3 separate regions of the Sus scrofa genome follow, and regions 2 and 3 are each linked to region 1. A link is a contact called in public Hi-C data. All regions are on one chromosome and are shown on one strand. Each heading gives the region's core, a stretch centred on a gene start, on an enhancer-like site or on the middle of the called end of the contact. The rest is flanking DNA. Distances are from core to core; before and after follow the strand shown. Region 1 holds the start of TFE3 (transcription factor E3). Region 2 holds the start of OTUD5 (OTU domain-containing protein 5). Region 3 holds the start of PIM2 (serine/threonine-protein kinase pim-2).

The links. A called contact is a pair of places that touch in the nucleus more often than the background predicts.
Region 2: a contact with region 1 is called in a Hi-C map of embryonic fibroblasts, with 2.9 times the contacts expected there. The contact joins the promoter of OTUD5 here to the promoter of TFE3 in region 1. A contact is called at or near these places in 3 of 5 promoter capture datasets (fetal liver and liver), 8 of 47 Hi-C or Micro-C datasets (alveolar macrophages, embryonic fibroblasts, heart right ventricle and 2 more) and 1 of 2 datasets of contacts at active chromatin or transcription factors (alveolar macrophages).
Region 3: a Hi-C map of liver shows a contact between it and region 1, with 4 times the contacts expected there. The contact joins the promoter of PIM2 here to the promoter of TFE3 in region 1. A contact is called at or near these places in 2 of 5 promoter capture datasets (fetal liver and liver), 5 of 47 Hi-C or Micro-C datasets (heart right ventricle, liver, mesenteric adipose tissue and 2 more) and 1 of 2 datasets of contacts at active chromatin or transcription factors (alveolar macrophages).

What each region holds. Positions count from the first base shown.
Region 1 is chrX:43,115,059-43,117,758 of Sscrofa11.1, forward strand. It overlaps TFE3 (transcription factor E3), which reads right to left and starts at 1,319. Exons shown (of 10, transcript XM_003135074.6): 1 at 900-1,319. The coding sequence starts at 1,015.
Region 2 is chrX:43,028,023-43,030,722 of Sscrofa11.1, forward strand. It overlaps OTUD5 (OTU domain-containing protein 5), which reads right to left and starts at 1,449. Exons shown (of 9, transcript XM_003484107.4): 1 at 81-1,449. The coding sequence starts at 674.
Region 3 is chrX:42,997,148-42,999,847 of Sscrofa11.1, forward strand. PIM2 (serine/threonine-protein kinase pim-2) reads right to left here and starts at 1,428. Exons shown (of 6, transcript XM_003360311.4): 1 at 1,140-1,428; 2 at 896-1,005; 3 at 134-184. The coding sequence starts at 1,200.

The DNA of each region.
Region 1 (2,700 bases), core at 69-2,568:
AGATAAAAAAAAAAAAAAGTACCTGTGTCTGAGTGTGTGTGTGTGTGTGTGTAGGGGGTGAAAAGGGCTGGCTGAGAGGCTAGGGCAGGTGGCCTCAGGAACAAGATCCTCCTCTGGGTTCCCCAATAAGGTCTGATGAGGCCTTCAATGAGTTAAGTGTTAGCACCACCTCCATTGCCTGTCTGTCTGACTGACTCCCATTCAAGCCCCTGTTGAGGGTGTGAGAAGAGGACTTTCCCACTATCCCTTGGATCTGACCCAGCTGGACGGGTGGGCAAGTGGAGGGATTATTCTGATCAAGTCTTGATGAATGTTGCTTTTCTTGTGCACTCGCACACACTCCCAAGGCTGGTCCCACGCAGCATATCTGAGATAGCCCCAAATCCCTTCAGAGTCAAGTTTCCCCAAACACAGCCTCCAGCAACCAGCCACTGGGAGTCACCAAGCTCCTGAGACAGCACCTCTGACTCCTAGGACCCTCTCTCTGAGGGGAAAAGAAGCCTTAAAATCAGTACCTCACTTACAGAGTGGCCCCTTAAATTCATTCTCCTCATACCTGACTCAAGAATCCCAAATTCAACCTCTAATCAGAGTCTCAGTCCCTGAAGTTCAGCGACGTTAGACCAGTTTGTGGACACAACAGAATCAGTCCCTCTAGACCCAGTCAAGGGCCCCCCAAATCTGAACAAGGCCTCTCTTAATGTACTTCCACGACTCCTTTAAGCCTCAGTCCAAGCAGGCCACCGCCAGATTCCTTAGGTGCCCCCCCCAAGTCGGGCGCCCCGACGTCCTCCAAGCCTAGGCCAAGGGCCTCCGATCACAGTCCTGGGCCCCCGCTGCCCCCAGATCAGGCCCCCGGGAACCCCAGTCAGCACTACCGGTCCCAGGCGGCCCCGCACCTGAGCAGCTGGGCCGAGTCGGCCGGCCTGCGCTCCTCCAACAGCACGAACACGGCTCGAGGGCCCTCCGCGCTGGCCTCTACGCCGTCCCGAGCTGGCTCGGCCGCATGAGACATGACGCCCGGCCCCGGGCGAGCCCTGCCAGGCCGGTCGGGCCTCGGCCCGGTCCCCCCAACAAAATAAGAGTCCCCCTCCCCCGCTCGCCACCGCCTCCTCCGCTAAGCCATGGAGCGAGCTCTGCGCCGGCGGGCGGCGTCGGGGAGATGGGATGGGCCGTGAGTCATCCCCCGCCCTAAACGGACCGACACCCCCCCCAACCTAACCCCGGACGACCGCCTTCCTCCCCCTCGTCCTCTTCCCCCTCCTCCCTGGGCTGGGGAAACTCCACAGGAAGTGACCGCATGATGGATAGACAGCTCGCCGGGCCACGCCCTCTGGGTGAGACGACCAATCGTCGAGGGATGTTTCAAGGGCCCGCCCTAAGCTACGCCTCCGAAGCCAAAAGAAGACTAGATTCGGCAGGCCCTTTTTCCGAGAAGGGGGCACCTAGGCCACGCCCTCAGAGAGAGGCAAATCAATGAGAGGTAATTTGATTGAGTCACGCCTCTTCTTCTCAAATTATCCCTCCGCAAGATAGTAAGCCGCTCCTTAGGGCCTCTGCGCCTGCGTACTGAAGCCCGGTCGGCGCGCGGAGGCTCTCCAGGCTACGCTTCTAGCTGCGGAATCGCGCCCTCTCTCGGCCAGCATTCGTAATATCCACTCTCCAGACCGCGCTCCAACCTTGATCTAGCGGTGCCTGCTAAGCCAAAGCCTAAGCCTTGAGGCCTAGGCAGCTACGTTCCCTTGAATTGCGCACCAGAAACCCTGCCCTCTCGGTACCTACAGTCCAGCGATCCAGCTGGTCTTCCAGGAAGCGCTCCGTCTGCTCTTTGTTGTTCAGAGCGGTTGTTGTACTAGGTCGTTGTGCTACACTGTAGGTGCTTAGTAAAATCCTTGACGGATGGCTGAATGAGTGGAAAGATGGACATTAGATCCGCTCCCTTCGGTGGATGACTTCTGTTGTTATACAGAACTGGGTTTGGATATGGACAAGGGACTTACCCTCTCGGAGCCTCAGCTTTCTTGGCCGTCAAATGGGGGTCTTAATACCTGTCTGGCGACATTTTTATAGGGAGTAGAAGTAATTTATGAATAGTGCTAGCAGATTTTTTGGTATACAATAACCTCTCCAAAAATTCATTGATTCAGGAGTTCCCATCGTGGCGCAGCGGAAACGAATCCAACTAGGAACCACGAGGTTTCGGGTTTGATCCCTGGCCTCGCTCAGTGGGTTAAGGATCCGGTGTTGCGGTGAGCGTGGTGTGGGTCGCTGACGCCCCCCGGATCTGGCGTTGCTGTGGTTGTGGCGGAGGCCGGCAGCTGTAGCTCCAATTAGACCCCTAGCCTGGGAACCTCCATATGCCTCGGGTGCGGCCCTAAAAAGACAAAAATAAAAAAATTGATTCACTCATTTGTGCACTGGTACAGCAAACATTGATTGAGCTCCTCTGTGTGCTAAATGTATGCAAGTTGGCTTGCACACAGCGGAGGGTCCCACTCACACCTTCAGGTGCACAGTCAACTCACAAAACACCAGGACCAACAACCTTCCCTAAATTCTTCCCAGCATCCCAAGACCATGCCCATCAGTTGCACCACTGGGAACTTCACTGAACTTCCATTTGCCTTGTACCTTTCTGTATTGGCACCCTTATTTCCCTTATTATCAAGTCGACTTGGTAAACACGAACGTCCCCATACA
Region 2 (2,700 bases), core at 199-2,698, 87 kb before region 1:
AGCCTTCCTTGGGTCTTTACCCTGTCTGGGGATTCCATCCACCACACCCACTCACCTGTCACCCCCCTTCCTGCCCATACCTGCTCAACGGTGGCGGGGTCCATGGCCTCGATGCGCGCTGCAGCCGCTTCATACTCGTCCTCACTGTTGTAACCTGCGCCGACCTCCTCGCGCTCAGGGCTGCCCCCGCCGACCGCGCCAACCCCGGGGGCTTGACGCCGCCTCTTGCTGTGGCCCGGCCCGGAGCAGCAGCCGCCCACGCCCACGGTGCCGCCCACACCCACCACCACGCCCGCCGCGCCCACCCCCGCTGCCGCTGCACCCAACGCGTCACCAGGACCGCCGCCGGGACCGCCGGGACCCCCGCAAGGAGGAGGAGAGGCCTGCTGTGGCCGGGGTCCCGCCACGGCGCCGGGCGGCACGGCCAGCGCCCAGCGGTGGAGTGCACCTGGTGGCCCCGGGAGCGGGCCCTGAGGCGGTGGCGAAGCTCGGGGACGGGGCCCCACGACGCCCGAGTCACGGTCGCGGTCGCCACCACCCACGCCCGTGCCACCGCCGCCCACGCCTACACCCCCGCCGCGCCGCGGCGCCGGGGGCAGCGGCCCGGGCGGCGGCGGCTCGTTGGCTGGGTCGGCGTCGGGAGGCGGCGGCTTCTTTTTGGGGAGAATAGTCATGGCGGCACTGCCGAGTACCCCCCAGCAAACCCGGCGCGGGGCACGCTGGGAGAGGACCCGGATGAGGGGGCTACAGTGGTGCGCGAAGCACGACGGGATCGCCGGGACCCGGATAAAGAGATCGCGGCACCGGTTCTCGAACCGTCGGCGGCGCGCAGGTCACGCGGCTGGAGAACCCGGATGTGAAGTCCAAGATGAAGGCACCGGTGCGAGCCTGTCGTAGCCTTCTCCCCAAGTCCAGCAAGATTATTGCTACGCTCGTTCCGGCCTTCGGCTTCAAAGGAAACAGAACCAAAACAAGCACCTCTTCGCCCCGCCCCCTCGCAGGTTCTTGAACTACCGGGTGGGGCCCGGGGCGTTGCGCACGCGCGCCGGGGCACAGCCCCGCCTCTCTCTCGGAAGTACGTGGGCAAAATCTTCACCGCCGCCACAACAATTGCGGGTACCAACCAATCGAAGCGGCTGCGTGGGTCCTCGGTGATGCCCACGGGCCAATCAGAAGCGAATAATCGCCCTCCCCTGCCCTCCGTCTCAGATTTCAGTCAAAGTCGGCACCCTCGTTCCTTGCCTTTCCTCTCGTCGTCCCCGTCCTGCTCTTCTCTCCCCGAGGCTCTGACTCGCAAGCGGGGGTACTGCAACTGGACAGCGTGGCCTGCCCCGCACACGACAGTTTTAAAATCGCCTCCCTTCCAGGCTTCCAACTTGGCTGCAGTCAGCCGGACTGACAGGAAAATATCAACACTCCCAGAGCTTAGCTAGACCCTGAAGCGTCAGTTCCGGTTCCACCCACCTGCAAATCCACATCCGGTGAGGAGGCGGGCGCCGCTTCACCCTGGCAACAAGCCTAGTTCTGCGGTGATTGGTTAAGAGATATCGTCACTCACGTCGGACGGGCCAACCTTGGGACAGACTGAACCGTGGGGACAGGGGGTGTTTGGAAAGCAGACACGCCCTCTCTGGCACAGCCGCACTCTCGCCCTCGCGTTGACCTCCCCGCCCCTGTGGCTAGTGCGCAGGCGCGGCAAAGCCTTTTCCTCTCCACCCCCCCACACCTCTTTTTTTCTTCTCCTCCCCCCGCACCCCCAAACTGAGTGTACCTGAATCGAGCGAAGTTTATAAACCAGCTCCGTCACCAACCAGCGTTTCACAATGAGGTTGGTAAAATTCCTGCTACTGCACGGATGGAGAACTAAAAGCTAATCCTGGCTCTGCCACTCCTGAGTGATCTCTGGCAAGCCATTTAAAACCCACCCAATCCTCAATTTCCACTTCTCTATAAAATGGCCATGATCATTCCAATTTACGCCTCAGAGATTAATGCTTACAAAGGGCCTCCCGCTGTGCCTAGGACACAGTAAGTGCTCAATTAATTATTCTGCATGTCAGTGCAAAGGAAAGGATCTCAGGCTTTGGAGTCAGGACGACCTCTGTTCCAGGCATGGGCGAACCATTACCAACTGTCTGACCTTGAGCAAGTCATTGTGTAAATTTTACCTCTTGTTACCTCTGTGTGAAACAAGAATGATAATGCCTGCCCAAACTACCTCAGGGTGCAGTTGGAGAATTCAGATGAGCTCACGAACCACGAAGGTGTCGGGAGAGGTGAGGGTTCCCTGCCAATCTTAGGAACCAAGCAATACAAGCTCTTCTGAGTGCCACCTAATTTTCTCCCTTCAGATGCCAACCCTAGTTGAAGTTCTTACTGAAGGGTGGCAGTAATAAACAGAATAGAGCTGTGTTTTCTTTTTCTTTCTTTCTTTTTTTTTTTTTTGGTGGTGTTTTCAGCTCATGAGACTTAATGGGCTTATGGTGTTTAGGGAACTGTGCAAAATGCCTGCGCACATTATCATACTGATTCTTCTCGTGACCGTCTCACTCAACCCTATATCCCACTCCCTGCTGGATATTTGTCCAGCATTACACATCTGGATCTGAACTTACAATAATAATTGTAGGTAGCCTTTACCAAGTAGTTGCTATGTGCCTGTCATTATGTGTGCAACAGCTTTGATGTTCCCACTGACAG
Region 3 (2,700 bases), core at 178-2,677, 120 kb before region 1:
GGAGTAAACATGGGCTGGTAGGAGTGTTCTTCTCACCGTTACAGGGCCCAGAGAGTCATACAAACCATAGAAAGGCGAAATCCATCGTCAGAGATGGCGTCGCCAGGTCAAAAAGGACTCCAAAGATACTCACCAAGGGGGACCAGCCCAGCACGCGATTCCGGGGGATCACTTTGATGGCCACCTGAAGAAGTGAGCTGAGCTGAAGGGGCCAGCAGAGAACCCCCAGACCCCTCCCAGTCTGGACCCTCTTCGCCCTAGTCTTTCTGGTCCCAACCACTCCACGCCGCAACCTCAAATGAGCTGGAGCTTCTCCCCTGCCCTCCAGGTCCCCAGAAGCGAGTACACCTCTCCCACCATCTTTGGCCCTGGGCTCTCCCCCAGGCTTCAGGACCCCTCGCTCCGGGTGCGGAGTTCTGAATGTCCTAACACCCCAAGCCCTCGATTTCCCCAGCCCCAGGACTGTACGGGGGTGGGTTCTGATCCTCACGTCTCCATCCTGGACACCTGCCTCCAAAATCCCCCAAATCTCAGCTCTGGGTCCCCACCTTCCCACACATATACACCTCTCCTGGATTCCAAGGTCTAGAATCCTCATGATTTCCCCCCTCCCCCACTCCCCAGTCTCACTCTCGGGACCTCCACAATCCTTGCCTTGAACCCACCGCTCCGTTCCCCCCACATACCCACCTGGACCGCCCCCCCCCACGCCCGCGCGTCTGCGCGCGCACCCGCGCGCGCACCAGGATACCCCCAGTAACCCGGATCCCGGCCTTCATGACCCTAGCACACGCACATTGTACGCTTATTCTCTGGTCAATTAGCATCCCAGCCCCCGGGCTCCCGCCGCCGCCACACACACACCTGGCCCTCCCAAGACCCTCGTGGTGGATACCTGGAGTCGGTCTGTGACGCGATGTCCTGCGAAGACGGTGCCAAAGCCCCCCTTACCCAGGAGGGGGCCGAGTCGGTACTCGGCCTCGAACGCTTCTCGATCCTTGCCTCCTACGCAGGCGGAGGCGGGGAAGTCAGGGTGGCGGCGTGCAGAGGCCGGCCACGACCCTCTCCCCCTCCCCCCCGCGCCGCCCTCAATCACCCCAGCCCGCCCGGCCTGGTCGCCGTAGGGGAGCCTCTCTCACCTGGCGGCGGCGTGGGGGTCATGGGGGCCACGGGCAGCCCCTGCAGAGGCTTAGTCAACATGGAGGAGGAGCTGCGCAGATTGAGCCCGCTGAGCCCGCAGGGCGTGGACGCCCGGGGCAGCGAGGCTGGGGAGCCAGGACTGGGGGGCGCCAGGGTGGAAGGTAAGGAAACTGGTGGCCCAGAGGCGCCGGCAAACAGCGCGATGTTAAGATTCGCCGCGCGCGCCAGCCCCGACGCTACTGAGACAGGGCACGCGCCTCCCGAGAGAGTCGCCCCGGGCGACGGCCCCGCCCACTTGGCTTTGATCAATCCGGACGCGGCACCTGCTGCACCCCAGCCAATCGGAGCCAGTCCTTATTTGCATACCACCCTCAACGTTCCAAGCACCCTTATGCAAATACATGCCCGGATCTTCCTCGGGGGCGGGGCCTGCATGCAAATAAGGGGGGCGCGCGCGAAGAGGAAACTGGTTATGGGAATCCCTTTTGCAGCAACCGCGTTTGTTTTGGTTGTTGCGCAGGGTTGTTTTTATGTAAGTGTGTGTACGTGGATATATAAACTTAAAAAAAATTCAATGCACCGCCTCCTTTTCTAGGAAGTTGCTTTGCCGCCGCCGGAGATAACGCCAGGCCTTCTAAGGCTTCTAAGAATCCCGGCCGGTCTCCAAAGGGTGCTCCTCACACCAGAACCAGAGCCCTTTAGGCGACTGGCAGCCTCCGCCCGGAAACTGAAGCTGAGGATCCTGGAAGAACCTGTTCAGCCGTCAGGGAGGGCTAACCTCCCTCACCACCGTGGGAGGAGCACTGGTCAAGGGCAGTGTTCCCACACCCGGAGGCCACGGCCTGCGGGCTGTTTGTGCAGCCCTTAACCTAGACAGACCTGCCTAGACCTGGCTGTGAGCCCAGTCAGCAGATCTAGAATCTGGAATGGCGAATGGGGCGCGCGCGCGGGGGGGGGGGTTCTTGGGGATGGGAGCAAGCCAGAGTGGGGGTGGCTTCTTGGGCATGCTTCCGGATGAGAGAGACGGACTGAGAGAGCTCCGGGAGGTGGTCAAGTCACAGATTTGGGGAAAATAGCTCTCGTGCCGCAGGAAGAGAGACAGGCACTCCAAAGACACACACAGAACTGCCGCGAGAGAAATACACAAACATGTGCCGCCATTCATGTGAGCTTGTCCTAGACACACATGCAGATACCTACTGTCACACATAGACAGACATCCACTGTCAGGCAGGCATGCTGCCAGAGTCAAGTTCCAGAATGACACTCGAGAGATGCACTGTTACAGAAAGGCACTCCAGAGAGATTCACATAGACCTACATGTAACGAGGACACAGATATGTCCTGCCAGACACACAGCCAGAACTTGTGACGAAGACACTGGCACCATCAGACATGCAGTGTCACAGAAAAGACTTGTACTGTTCCAGAAACGAGAGACCCAGAGTCTGACACAGGAACACACACAAACACTCCAGAGACACACATGCACTGCTCCAAAGCCAGACATATACTTAGGTGCTAGAGCAACAGATAGGCAGTGTCACAAAAACAGACAT